Regions from separate parts of the Hordeum vulgare genome. Here region 2 is linked to region 1. Evidence: chromatin contacts called from public Hi-C data. All regions are on one chromosome and are shown on one strand. Each heading gives the region's core, a stretch centred on a gene start, on an enhancer-like site or on the middle of the called end of the contact. The rest is flanking DNA. Distances are from core to core; before and after follow the strand shown.

Region 1 (7,547 bases), core at 2,988-5,487:
GTTTCGGTCAACTGAGACTTCACTAAGTCTCGGCTGACTGAGTTTTAGACACGGGAAACACTTCTTATTAGTAGTCTAACAATTTTTTTTCATCAAACAAATTGTACCATGTTGGTTCTTTTTTAACCCCATGGACTAGCGATTCTCTGGCCCCATCAATTAACTACATGTATTAATTCACTCCGAGAAACTCTTGTCTCCTGCTCGGCTCCAACCTCCTCACCATGTCTACGCGAGTAAATCTCGCCTTGCCGATCCACCCACCCCACGCCGTATCCCATCCCATGGGCGACCTCATCCTGGAGCACACCGAGCTCGCTCACCACGACGACAACCTCCGCTATCAACCTGCTCCGCACCAGCAACTCCGCGGCGGCTACAAATGCTCCACATCGTCGGTGTGGTACCTACCGTCTGCTCTGTCGAGCCTTCCTCTCATCATGGTTACATAATCCCCATCACTGCCCATGTCGCCCCCCCCCCCCCCGAGCATGCCTCATCACCATCCCTCGCACTATGTTGTTGCACCATTTCTGTTTGGCAAAGAAGCTTCACACGGATCTGAGGCGTCCTCCTGCTGGTAGGTACTCACCCGAATTAGGGTCTGATTCATCTCTACTCTCACTTATTTTTAACCATTTGTTTCTTTTAACAAAGTTTAATCACTTTTTTATTCATCTCATCGATAAATTTTGTTGAGAGTATCTACAATCGTAAATCTTTGGGAAGGAAGCACGACCAACTTTGGTAGGAACCAAGACCAGCTTTGGAAGGAGCCCCCCCCCCCCCCCCCGAGCATGCCTCATCACCATCCCTCGCACTGTGCTGTTGCACCATTTCGGTTTGGCAAAGGAGCTTCACACGGATCTGAGGCGTCCTCCTGCTGGTATGTACTCACCCAAATTAGGGTTTGATTCATCTCAACTTTCACTTTTTAACCATTTGTTTTTTTAACAAATTTTAATCACTTTTTTTATTCATCTCATCGATAAATTTTGTTGAGAGTACCTACAATCGTAAAGCTTTGGGAAGGAAGCACGACCAGCTTTGGAAGGAAGCACAACCAGCTTTGGAAGGAAGCACAACCATCATACACAGTTTTGGAAGGAAGAACGACTACAATCGCAAAGGGCACACGTTCGCCATTCAGTGGAAGCACCACTACGATCTCAAGGAAGCACGACGACCATTGGTTCGTTGTATTTAAATTGTGCATAATGCCATGTTTTATTTTAGGTAAGAAAATTTTTGATTTCTTTGGAATCAATATTCAAACCAATACATGGAAGAAGAGCACATAAATAATGGAAGCATGAAAAGGAAGCATCCAAGCACATGAAAGAAGTGTGAAAATGATAACAGATGGCGAGGATAAGTAAAGTATGCGATTAACCTGCGGCCATAATGTGTAAGTCGTCGGAGAATTGTAGATAGATATATAGACATACTTGCACCGCTAAAAAGAACAAACCTAATGTCGTGTATGAATTATTAAGGAAAATTTTGACAAGCAAATTGATGCAAATATGTATCACCTAAGAAGCCTTCGAATGGAACATATGATGTATTGGAATATCAAGAACTTGAAAGTAGGATGTTTCTAAATTGTCACAAGCGGGTAACATGCACATATGAAGCATTTTTCTTTTCCTGTTGATATGGAAGCAAATTTATTTCCAGTCAACATGGAACGTTCACGATGTAATCAAATTTATTTAAAGTCCACATGAAAGCGATTTTTCGCTCAACATGGAAGCAAATTTCAGTCGGAAGCAAGCAACTAATAACTACGGACATGATCTTTTAGATCGAAGCACTTTTTTCGCGCTTCATGCAATTTTAAGGAATATTGGAAACAAGAAGTGCTTCGTAAGAAAATATTTCCACTCGATGCAATTTTCAGGAATATTGGAAACATGATCTGCTTTGTAATGAAATAAAATATAAACCATAAGGAAAAAAATTGCATCTGAAAAGCCTTTATGCCACATTAATCCGTTCATAATTAGTTTCCTCAAACTGCTCGATTGGCTTCCTAAATTTCAAGGATTAGTTGCCTGAAATTATGTGCTTGTATACCTGAACAAACTTGCTTCCAAAATCAGTACTACTAGATCCAGCGGTCCATCAGGCTATGACCCAACGGCAAGAGTCTGGTTTGGTGGGAGGCTAGAAATTGCATACGATTTTTGGAGGATTTATCCTTAGGATTTTTTTTCTTTGATGATCGTTTGATTCATAGGATTGACATCCTTAGGATTTTTTCATAGGATCTATTTATACTATATTCTGTAGAAAATTTTCCATCCATTCAACCTTTTTATAGATTTTTTTTATTTTCCCTGCGCTATCAAACATTTTTTCAAATTCTATAGGATATTATAGGACATGCCATCATATTCCTACATTTTTTCCATACTTTCATTTTGAGAATCCTGTAAATCAAAGAGGCCCTACGAATCAGTAGTCTGTTCTTCTAGTGTTTCTATTTAGGCTGTTTGTAATGGGTAGTATCATATAATAGTATCATGCATATGATACTAGTCTATGATACCACATCCGTAATGCATAGTATCGTATGTTAGTATCATAGAATAGTTTATTTATTGTCATGCAAGACACATAGCAGCACACCATTTAATATGACACGGTATCATGATATGATACTCAACCCTGTCTTTTTTCATTTAATTCCATGACATCTAATCAAAATTTCCTAGTTGGCATGCATGATACTACTACTTAGACTGCCCGTAATGGTAATATCATGTATGACAACTAAGCATTTTCGATGAGGTGGCATAGAATTAAATGAAGAAATAGAGTGTTGAGTATCATATCATGATACCGTATCATATTAAATGATGTGTTACTATGTGTCTTGCATAACAATAAATGAACTACATTATGATACTAACATATGATACTATGCATTACGGATGTGGTATCATACACTAGTATCATGATACTAGTATATGATAGTACTCATTACAACCAGCCTTATGATACTTCCATTACGGACAGCCTTAGAGCATCATTTATCAATGTGCATGCATGTCTCATGTCGTTACATAGACCATGTCTATTATATCATTATATCATTATGATGCTTTATTTTAGTTTATAGTTTCTTAAGAAGTTAGTGGTTGATAAAAAATCTCGATATCAGAGGGGAAGGTACCTCTCAAATAATAATGACCTACTACTATTTATAGAGGACACGAGAAACTGACTTGAAATATCCGGCCCCACGGATGTGACATCTAATAAGTGTATTTTTCCTTGCCTGAATGCGACGTGGAAGTTGACCCCTCACTCTCTCACACACATGGTCGCATCAACTAAAAGCTAAGGTGCATATGTTTAAGGTAAACAACTACTGCAAGTTTGGCGTGTCGCTATGAGTGCTAAAACTACTAGTTCCATTAGTATTATAAAATTTAAAGATGCTTTGGAAAATGAAATGATGGGTACGTATGGTTAATGCAGTCGTGGATGAAGCGAGTGTCTAAAACGCATTATTTTTAGGCGATACCCGATCAATTTGTTGATTAATGATTACTAGAGTAGAATTTAGAAGCACGCGTTTAACGGCGTCCTTCTGACTTATGGAGAATGGACGGAACTGTGCAATATCATACAAGTATTAACCGGAGATTACTGTGCATCTAACGGCGCCGTTCCAAATCACGCCATCAATGGAGAAAAGAACTTCTAAGCAACGCGCGCCCACCACGCACGACAACGAAGGAAGGCGAGGTGAGGGAGGAATCAGAAATGGAAGCATGTACTGTGTATCAAGAGCTATGATCAAGAGCGAGGAGTCGGAACGATCACCTGTCGGCGTCGGCGGTGCAGTCGGGCGTCCGGACGGAGCAGTCCGGCCCTTCGAAGCAGGTGTTGCACTCGCACCCGGGCCGCCCGTCCTCGCCGACGATGCCATCCACGAACACGCGGCCGTGGCCGGAGCAACCAACCGCGGCCACGGACTCGGCATCCCTGGCCGCCCGTAGCGCCCAGCTCAGCGCGCCGCTGCCACCGTCGTTGTTGACCTCGCTGAGAAGCGGGGACTGCGCCGGCGGGGCGGAGAGGAAGAGGTGCGCGACGAAGAGGGCGTTGAGGAGCAGGGATGAGTAGAGGAGGAAATGGAGGCTGAGCCGCGCTGCTGTTGGAAAGGCGGACTCCATTGTTTGGCTGTGTTCACAGCCGGTACCCCTGGTGACACACAGCTTTATAGCGTGCGCGCCCGTGGGGCGTGAGGCCAGCTTGATTAAGTTGATTTTCACTCCCTCTCATTTTCTCGATAATTCATCTAGTTCAGTACCCAACGCCGAGGATCTACGGTCATCACTTGCAAATGCGCCTCCATAAAAGTTCACGAACACGTTCGGATGCGTTCACATACCCTGACCGGTCATGTTAATGGATTCTACATCTGAATAGCCTTTAATTAGAAACCACAAATTCATATTATTACATGTAACGTAGAACTAATAAAACATTGGACATTAGCCGGTTCACGGGACTCGAGCTCCCGTCGTCTTTCATGACCTACTCTTTCTCGTCGGAGCCTATAACCCGGACGTTACCGGTGGACGTGATGTCGATGACGGATCCTTTGTGGGAGAAGCCGACGTCCAACACGACACGGTTGCGACAACCGCACTGGTGCACCCTACGGGGCGTCGGAGAATGTGACTCCGTCTTTCCAACGTCAACAGTCGCCTCCCGCGCCCGCTGCCCGGCCTGACGGGCACGCCGCGCCATGACATGTTCGAGGACGTCCATGCTTCATGCTTGACGCATCAACGAAGGGGTTGCGCTTCCGCCACGGCGTTCGGACGCTAGACGGACCGCATCGCCTTCTGTGAGACAGCGATGCTGGATCCAAGCACCGGCTGTGTCGACGCAATGGATTTCCGGCGTTGCGAGTCCGAGTGCTGCCCCCGGGTGGCCGCCTTCTGGGAACAGCGAAGCGCAAGCCAGACGGCCATCTCCTCCTTGGGGCCACGTGGGATGAGCTTGTGGTCGACTGGTCTGAAGGTGAAGGACTTGGATCCGTTGTCCGTCATGACGATGAAGGCTGAAGATCGCCGATGGTGAGCTAGGATGGTGGATGAGAGTGAAGAGGGTGGAGTGAGGTGGCTAAGATTTGGTCCGACGAACGGATGGGGACAAATATATGTGGCTTTGTGAGACAATAATGGGTTGGTGGCGGGCCGCGCCCTGTCAGGCGGGGGTGTCCGCGTGCGTCCAGATATTTTTATATTTGCCCCTTGTTTAGACTCGTTATGAATGGTGTCGTCAATTCAACTGTTTAAGGCCTTAAACGATTGGATCGATTTTTTTATGTTCAATTGGTGACTCACGCATTTGACGGGTATAATGGATATGGGCCCTGTTTGGATCCTAGGGTTAGAGTTAGATTGGGTTAAAGTTGAGCTATCTAACCCTCAAAAATCCAAACAGGTAGGGTTAGATTGGGTTAGATGCATCTAACCCACCCAAAAACTCTAACCCACCCAAGAGGTGCTTTTTTGGGTTAGAGTTAGGTGGGAACAAAAAAGAAGAAAAAAAATCACTTGCTACTGCATCCAGCCCGCACCAGATCCCACCAACCCCCCGTCCCTCCCGTCGCTGTCCCTCCCGTCGCCCTCCCAGCCGCCGGCCGCCCCAGCCGCCGGCCGCTGCGCCCTGCCGCGCCCCGCCGCGCCCCCACCCCGCCGCCGGGCCGCCCCGCCCCGCCGCGCCCCAGCCGTCGGCCGCTGTGCCCTGCAGCGGCCTGCCCCGCCCCGCCGCCGGGCCGCCCGCCCCCGCCGCGCGCCGCAGCCGGGCCGCCCCGCCCCGCCCCGCCCCGTCGCGCCCCAGCCGCCGGCCGCTGCGCCCTGCCGCGGCCCGTCCCGCCCCGCCGCCGGGCCGCCCGCCCCCGCCCCGCCGCGCCCCAGCCGCGGGCCGCTGCGCCCTGCCGCGGCCCGCCCCGCCCCGCCGCCGGGCCGCCCGCCCCCGCCCTGCCGCGCCCTGCCGGCCACACAACGATCGGCCACACCAAATCCGGAAGTGAATATGGACAAAAGTAACCAAATGATTGAGAAAGGGCATTTATTGTCAATCTAACCCTCTCATCCAAACACCTCTTGGGTTAGAGTTAGTTCAGGGTTAGTTGAGAGTTAGAATCTAACTCTAACCTCTAACCCGGTTAGAGTATCCAAACAGGGCCATGACTGTAGATGGTCTTAAATAGTATTGTCAGATTCAGATTTGATGTCGAGCTAGCTAAGCGGTCCTACCATTTTCTAGAACTAATGCGTAAGCACTGAACATGACTTATATTTTAAGATTCAGATCTGTTATGAAGCTAGCTAAGCGCTTCTATATTTTTAGAGATTACCTGATGTGTAAGCAGTCGAGACGATTTATTATAGGCATGTAAATAATTTCAGATTCCGATCTGGTATGAAGCTAGTTAAGGAGGAGAGCGGACGTTTGGAGCTCGGCCTTCTTAAAGGTCGATTTTTTTTTAAATTCAAAATTCAAACATTTCAGTTTTAAAAAAATCTGAGAAAAATATGCAAGTAAAGAAGGCTGTTATCTGTATGTATGTAAAATTTTAGAATATAATACCTTGAGATACGATCTGCACAAAAAAAATAAATTCATGATTAAAACAATGAATAGTATCCTGTGTAAAAAGGCCCGAGATTTGTCTTTTTTTGCACAGTCCTCATTTTAATGTATTTTTTTCTGAAAATTTACACACATGTGTGTTCCACCTTCATTTATCTTTGTATTTTTTCAGAATTTTTTGAAATATAAAAATCTGAATTTTTATGAAATTTGAGTTTCAAATTTAAAGGCCTCCATGAAGCTCGGCCACCAAAAACAATTTCCGATTAAGGACTTATCATTTCTGAAGTGTAAGAGCATCTCTAACACATTTTTATCGTGCATATCTTTAAAATGATTATAAAAACCGCAAAAACGTGTTTTAAGGGCTCGTGAGGGTGCAACCGAACAAACCCTGTAAGGCCGAGTAGTAAAACACAACCATTCGACTTTTCGGGGTCTGTTCGGCCATAGCCCACGCGAGCCCTTAAAGCAAAAAATGCAAAATAGAAAATTTGACCATAACTACAAATTTAGACGATCAAATATAATTCTCGTGAAAATTAAACATAGTTTTCATCCCTGATCCAAAAGAACCTCATGCAAAAGTCACCACCACCTACATGACGATTGAGGGAGTCCGGGACTGAGGGGTCCTCGGTCCGTTGACCTATCTTCATGGACCGGACTCATGGACCGCCCTATGACTATCATTGAAGGGACGAACTACAAGACGACGTCGTGTCCAGTACGCTATCTTTCGAAGCCTTGGTATATGCTCCAAGTCAAGATGATCATATCTTCATGTTTCTTTCCGGATGTAACACACATTGTATAACCCTACGTACCCTTGGTATCTAGCTAAACCAGAGGTTTCTAGTCCGTAAGGAAGATTAAGATCAATACTCCTAGGGTTTTAGACCACATCATACGATCTCGAGGTA
Region 2 (7,395 bases), core at 4,420-6,919, 500 kb before region 1:
TTCCAAACAATGTTATATGATTAGAGATCCCCTAGCATGTGACGATTGCTTCCACCTCATATTAGCCAAAACTCCCGCACCAAGTAGAGATACTACTTGTGCATCCATAAACCTCCAACCTAGTTTTGCCATGAGAGTCCACCATACCTACCTACGGATTGAATAAGATCCTTCAAGTAAGTTGTCATCGGTGCAAGCAATAAAAAATTGCTCTCTAATATGTATGATCTATTAGTGTGTGGAAAATAAGCTTTGTACGTACCTGTGATGAGGAAGACATAAAAGCGACAGACTGCATAGTAAAGTTTTTTATCACAGGAGGCAATATAAAGTGATGTTCCTCCACACTAAGAGGACACGCATTCAAACCTCAAAAGCGCATGACAACCTCTGCTTCCCTCTGCGAAGGGCCTATCTTGTACCTTTACTTTTTGCCCTTGTAAGAGTCATGGTGATCTTCACCAATTCCCTATTTTGCCTTTGTCTTGGCTACCGTCACATGCTTGGGAAAGATCTATATTCATATATCAACTTGGAGTTGAGTACTCATGCTTTATTATTGTTGACTTTACCCTTGAGGTAAATCGTTGGGAGGCAAAACTATAAGCCCCTATCTTCCTCTGTGTCCAGCTGAAATTTGACACCATGAGTACCACGTGACTTGTAACAATTGTGGAAAACAAAGAGATGATTGAGTATGTGGATTTGCCTTACAAGCTCTTATTTGACTCTTTCCGACGTTGTGATAAATTGCAATTGCTTCAATGACTATTGATTATTGTTGGTTACTTCTCGGTAAGGTTTTTGCTTCATGCTTTGCTTTGTGAAGGAATTGTTACTTTCCCATAAGAATCTTTATGATGTATCGCTGTTCTATATGTGATCATAATGCCCTCATGTCCGTAATATGTTTTATCGACACCTTCGTCCCTTAACATGTGGATATGTTTATGGAACTTGGTTTTCGCTTGAGGACAAGCGAGGTCTAAGCTTGGGGGAGTTGATACGTCCATTTTGCATCATGCTTTCATGTTGATATTTATTGCTTTTTGGGCTGTTATATTACTTTGTGGTACCATATTTATGCCTTTTCTCTCTTATTTTGCAAGGTTTATTTGAAGAGGGAGAATTCAGGCAGCTGGAATTCTGAACTGGAAAAGGAGCAAATCTTAGTCCACTATTCTGCACATCTCCAAATGCCCTGAAAAGTTACGTGGATTTTTCTTGGATTATATAAAAAATACTCGGTGATAGAAGTACCGGAGGGGGGGCTGCCAGGGCGCCACAAGCACTGCCACCGCCACCCCCCTCGTGGTGGAGTGGGGGCTTGTGGGCTCCCCGACGGCCCACTAGCCCCCCTCTTTTGCTATATGAAGGGTCTTGGTCCAGAAAAAAATCATTCGGGAGCTTTTTCGTGGTTTTGCCGCCGCCATGAGGCAGAACTTGAGCAGATCCAATCTAGAGCTCCGGCAGGACGATCCTGCCGGGGAAACTTCCCTCCCGAAGGGGGAAATCATCGCCATCGTCATCACCGACACTCCTCTCATCAGAGGGGAGGCATCTTCATCAACATCTTCACCAGCACCATCTCCTCTCCAATCCCTAGTTCATCTCTTGTAACCAATCTTCGTCTCACGACTCCGATTGGTACTTGTAAGGTTGCTAGTAGTGTTGATTACTTTTTGTAGTTGATGCTAGTTGGATTACTTGGTGGAAGAGTTTATGTTCAGATCCTTGATGCTATTCATTACCCCTCTGATCATGATTATGATTATGCTTTGTGAGTAGTTACTTTTGTTCCTGAGGACATGGGATAAGTCATGCTGATAATAGTCATGTGAATTTGATATTCGTTCGGTATTTTGATATGTTGTATGTTGTCTTTTCCTCTAGTGGTGTTATGTGAACTTCGACTACATAACACTTCACCATACTTGGGCCTAGAGGAAGGCATTTGGGAGTAGTAAGTAGATTATGGGTTGTTGGAGTGAGAGAAGCTTAAATCCCAGTCTATGCGTTGCTTCGTGAGGGGCTGATTTGGATCCACTAGTTTAATGCTATGGTTAGACTTTGTCTTAATTCTTCTTTTGTAGTTGCGGATGCTTGCGAGAGAGGTTAATCATAAGTGGGATGCTTGTCCAAGTAAGGGAAGTACCCAAGCGCCGGTCCACCCACATATCAAACTATCAAAGTAACGAACGCGAATCATATGAACATGATGAAACTAGCATGACAGAAATTCTCGTGTGTCCTCGGGAGCGTTTTTCCTTCTATAAGACTTTGTTCAGGCTTTTCCCTTGCTACAAAAGGGATTGGGCCACTTGCTGCACCATTGCTACTACTTGTTACTTGTTACTTTTTGCTTGCTACGTTTCACCTCGCTACACAATCACTTGTTACCGCTACTTTCAGTGCTTGCAGTTATTACCTTGCTGAAATCCGTTTATCAGAGCCTTCTGCTCCTCGTTGGGTTCGACACTCTTACTTATCGAAAGGACTACGATTGATCCCCTATACTTGTGGGTCATCAGATATCTACTACCGCACGAGCTTGACTCCCGTGAGCTCCATTTTGCGTAGTGCGGTAGGATAGTTAGTAGCTCTGGTGAGCTTCGATGAGCTCCAGTAGGTGATGCCCCCCTCTAGTACTGAATGTAGTTTGTATGATCATGACTGTGGTTTCAATTTCGCCCGCAAATGTTTATTTTTCAAATTATGCAGTTTCATTATGCGGGTTCTGTTCTACAACGCAACTTTTCGTCCCGCAAAACCCCACTTCATCGAACTGCAAAACGCGTTTGCAGATCATGATTATACATGGTCTGCTAGAGTTGCTCTTAGATGGGAGGAGAGTTCCCCCTTTGGTCCATGGCCTCCATGGCGGTGGAGGGGCAGGAGCCCCTCCAAGATTGGATCTCCCTCTCTGTTCTCTTTTGTTTCGCGTTCTTGTTTTTCCGCCCTTCACAGTTTCTTAATTTCCTGGTGATCTGTAACTCCAATCGGGCTAAAATTTTGAGGGGATTTTATCCATAAATTAGCTTTCTTGCGATCGAAGAAGATCCCCAACCAACTTACGAGGTGGCCACTAGGCACCATCCCGTGCCACGCGGTATGGGCCGCGCCCTGGTACCTAGTGGAGGCCACGGGCCTCCGTTTGTGTTGTTTCCACCTCCCAAAAATCACATATATTTCCAAACAATTCTCCGTAAATTTTTATAGCGTTTGGACTTTGTTTGATATGGATATTCTACGAAACAAAAAAACATGCAATAAACAGGAACTGGCACTTGACACTCGATCAATATGTTAGTCCAATAAATCATATAAAATGTTGCAAAAAATATGTAAAAGTCGTATAATATTGACACAGAAAAATAAAAATTGTAGATACGACGAAGATGTATCAAGCACCGCTCTGGTGAGCGGTACTTCCGCTTGCACGAAAATTTCGGGCTCCCATTGAGCTGACATAGTCATAAGGGGCGGTAGTGCCGACGGAGCGTTACTACCACTTCCTTGCGAGTGGTACTTCCGCTTAGCAGTATAGGAAAGCGGACTTAGCCAAACCAGAGGAGGGCAGTACGACAGTACCGCATGCAGCGGTACTACTGATGATTACTGCCGATTCTAATTTACAAGAATTTACAAATGCCGATTCTAATGATATAAATGATGTTAATTTTTTTTGTAGTATCTTGATCAAAATTTACAAAGTTTGACTAAGAAAGCTATTATGAAAAGTAAAAGAAATGAAGGGAGTATCTAAAACCAAAGGAGGCCAAAAACTGTTGGTCCGGATTATCATACGTCCAAGTGTGCCAAAATAACGGCTCATGCTCATATTGGCCTTGTTTGGATACTCTAACTTTGCTAGAGGTTAGAGTTAGTTTCTAACTTTAGTCTAACCATGAACTAACTCTAGCCTTTGGTGGTGTTTGGATGCAAAGGTTAGTTTGACAATAAATGCATTTTTTTCAATCATGTGTATCTTTTAACCAGGATTTGTTGTGGCCAACTTTTGTGTAGGCCTGGTGCGGCCGGCGGGGCGAGCAGGGCGAGCGCGGCCGGCGGGGGGAGCGCGGCCGGCGAGGCGAGCAGGCCGCGGGGGGCTAGCGCGGCCGGCGGGGCGAGCGCGGCCGGCGGGGGGAGCGCGGCCGGCGAGGCGAGCAGGCCGCGGGGGGCTAGCGCGGCCGGCGGGGCGAGCGCGGCGGAGCGGGGCGAGCGCGACCGGCGGGGCGAGCGCGGCGGAGCGGGGCGAGCAAGGCCGGCGGGGCGAGCGCGGCGGAGCGGGGCGAGCAAGGCCGACGGGGCGAGCGCGGCCGGGCGGGGCGAGGGCGGCCGAGCGGGGCGCACGCGGTGGGCGAGGCTAGCGCGGCGGGCGGGGCTAGCGCGGCCGGGCGGGGCGAGCAAGGCCGGCGGGGCGAGGGCGGCCGAGCGGGGCGCGCGCGACGGGCGAGGCTAGCGCGGCGGGCGGGGCTAGCGCGGCCGGGCGGGGCGAGGGCGAGCGCGGCCGAGCGGGGCTAGCGCGTCCGGGCGGGGCGAGGGCGAGCGCGGCGGGCGGGGCGAGCGCGGCCGGGCGGGGCGAGGGCGAGCGCGGCCGAGCGACGTGGGATGATGGAGAGGAAAGGATGTGATGCGGTCAAAATATTATTATTTTTACCTGTCCATCCCCAACTAGCTCCAATTAGCACCTCTTTTCAGGGCTAGTTTTTTTGATGGGTTAGTTTGCATCTAACCCAAACTAGCCCATGTGTTTGGATAGTTTGGGAGCTAGTTCAGCTCAAACTAGCTCAAACTAGCTCTAGCGGTGGGATCCAAACAGGGCCATTGCATGGATATTATTCCCTCAACGGTTTGCAAGTCTACTAGCAAGACAACACTGCGTAACTGCATGCGCTATGTTATTGTTTCTTGCGGGAAATTGCATGCGCTTGTCGAACCAGCGCGTACGTACGGTCAGGGGTCAGCCAAAGGCTCGAACAAACGACGGCACCGAGGCGTACCGGGGAGGAAAGGGCATCCCCGGCGAGCTTGTGCGGCCGTGCGTGATGACTTGATCACGTCGCGCAGTCTAGCGTAGCGATCGGCCTGACACTGCTCGCTGCTGCCTGCGTGGGCGCCCGGGAGGGGGACGACCGAGAGAAGGGGGGCGTTGTGGGGAGCCCGGAAAAAGGTGGCACGCCGCACGCACGCACCCACGCACGCACGCTCGTTCCGGCCGGCCGTCCGGATCGGATCTACCAGCCCACCTCGGAATTAAAGACAAAAACCCTTCGCGAAGCAACGCAGCCCACGCGTCCCGGATTCCGCACGCCCGCCTCGGACCGCGACCTCCCCCTCCCCCTCCCCTCTCTCCTCCACGACGACGATGATGAGATGAGACCCAAAGCAGTCATTTCCTCCCGCCTCGCCTCGCCTCGCCTCGCCAGACCCGGGGCGGCACGTGAGCGCGCCTCGAGCAGCGCAGCTCCTGTCCCCTGCCCCCGCCGCGCCGATGGGATCGGGTAATAAGCGTCCGCCGTAACTATCGGATAAGCACCGTGCTTTGGGGTTCGGTTAGCCAGCCCTAATCGCACACCGGATTACGACGATTCGTTCGCGGGCGAGGGCACATGCCATGTGACCCCACCACCACTGCCCCCTCTTACCTACAGCTGTTTAATCTGCCCCCCCCTTCTCCCTCTCCCTCTCCCTCGCTTCTCCTCCCTTCTCTCTCTCCCTCCCTTTCTTTCTCCCCCCCCACCCCACCACCACCACCACCATCTTGACGGACTCCCCACACTCTCTCCCTCCTCTCCCTCTCCCTCTGCCTCTGCTCCCACTTCGGCAGACCGCTTCTCGCATGGTCTCAAGGTAGAGCGAGCGAGCTCCCACATGGATTGCCTGCGGCTGGCGGTAGCGGCGGCGGCGCTCCTTCTCGCGGCGCTCGCGGCGGCGGCCGACGACGCGCAGCTGCTGGACGAGTTCAGGATGGCGCTGCCCAGCCAGGCGCCGCTCGAAGGCTGGACCGCGCGGGAGGGCGCCTGCAGGTTCCCCGGCGCGGTGTGCCGGGGCGGGCGGCTCACGTCGCTCTCGCTCGCCGCCGTCACGCTCAATGCCGACTTCCGCGCCGTCGCCAACACCCTGCTGCAGCTCAGCGCCGTCGAGCGGCTCAGCCTGCGCGGCGCCAACGTCAGCGGCGCGCTCGCGGCCGCCAGGTGCGGCGGCAAGCTCGAGGAGCTCGACCTCTCCGGGAATGCCGCGCTGCGCGGCTCCGTCGCCGACGTCGCCGCGCTCGCCGGCTCCTGCGGCGCGCTCCGGACGCTGAATCTCTCCGGTGACGCGGTTGGTGCGGCCAAGCCCGCTGGCGGTGGCGGTGGCGGGCAGGGGTTTGCGGCCCTCGACGCCCTCGACTTGTCCAGCAACAAGATCGCCGGAGATGCCGACCTTCGCTGGATGGTGGGTGCCGGCCTTGGGTCTGTCCGGTGGCTGGACCTCGCCTGGAACAAGATCTCCGGCGGCCTCTCGGACTTCACCAACTGCTCCGGCCTGCAGTACCTTGACCTATCCGGCAACCTCATCGCCGGCGATGTCGCCGCGGCGGCGCTCTCCGGCTGCCGCAGCCTCAGAGCGCTCAACCTCTCCAGCAACCATCTCGCCGGCGCGTTCCCGCCCAACATCGCCGGCCTCACCTCGCTCACCGCCCTCAACCTGTCCAACAACAACTTCTCTGGCGAGGTCCCCGCCGACGCTTTCACCGGCCTGCAGCAGCTCCAGTCGCTGTCCCTCTCCTTCAACCACTTCAGCGGCTCCATCCCTGATTCCGTCGCTGCGCTGCCGGACCTCGAGGTGCTCGACCTCAGCTCCAACAACTTCTCCGGCAGCATCCCCGACTCCCTCTGCCAAGATCCCAACTCGAGGCTCCGCGTGCTCTACCTTCAGAACAACTATCTCTCCGGCAGCATCCCGGAGGCCGTCTCCAACTGCACCGACCTCGTCTCCCTCGACCTCAGTCTCAACTACATCAACGGCTCCATCCCGGAATCCCTCGGCGAGCTTAGCCGCCTCCAGGACCTTATCATGTGGCAGAACTTACTGGAGGGCGAGATACCTGCGTCTCTGTCAAGCATTCCCGGCCTGGAGCATCTCATCCTCGACTACAACGGGCTCACCGGCAGCATCCCGCCGGAGCTGGCCAAGTGCAAGCAGCTCAACTGGATATCCTTGGCGAGCAACCGGCTGTCTGGGCCGATCCCCTCGTGGCTTGGGAAGCTCAGCAACTTGGCAATCCTAAAGCTGAGCAATAATTCCTTCACCGGAAAGATACCCGCAGAGCTTGGTGACTGCAAGAGCTTGGTATGGCTGGACCTCAACAGCAACCAACTTAATGGATCAATTCCACCCGAGCTGGCAGAG

The links. A called contact is a pair of places that touch in the nucleus more often than the background predicts.
Region 2: a contact with region 1 is called in a Hi-C map of seedling, with 4 times the contacts expected there. The contact joins the promoter of LOC123444284 here to the promoter of LOC123444283 in region 1. A contact is called at or near these places in 2 of 6 Hi-C or Micro-C datasets (leaf and seedling).

Annotation. Positions count from the first base shown.
Region 1 is chr3H:464,181,114-464,188,660 of MorexV3_pseudomolecules_assembly, reverse strand. It overlaps LOC123444283 (tryptophan aminotransferase-related protein 3-like), which reads right to left and starts at 4,237. Exons shown (of 5, transcript XM_045120960.1): 1 at 3,838-4,237. The coding sequence starts at 4,187.
Region 2 is chr3H:464,681,223-464,688,617 of MorexV3_pseudomolecules_assembly, reverse strand. It overlaps LOC123444284 (brassinosteroid LRR receptor kinase BRI1), which reads left to right and starts at 5,669. Exons shown (of 1, transcript XM_045120961.1): 1 at 5,669-7,395. The coding sequence starts at 5,875.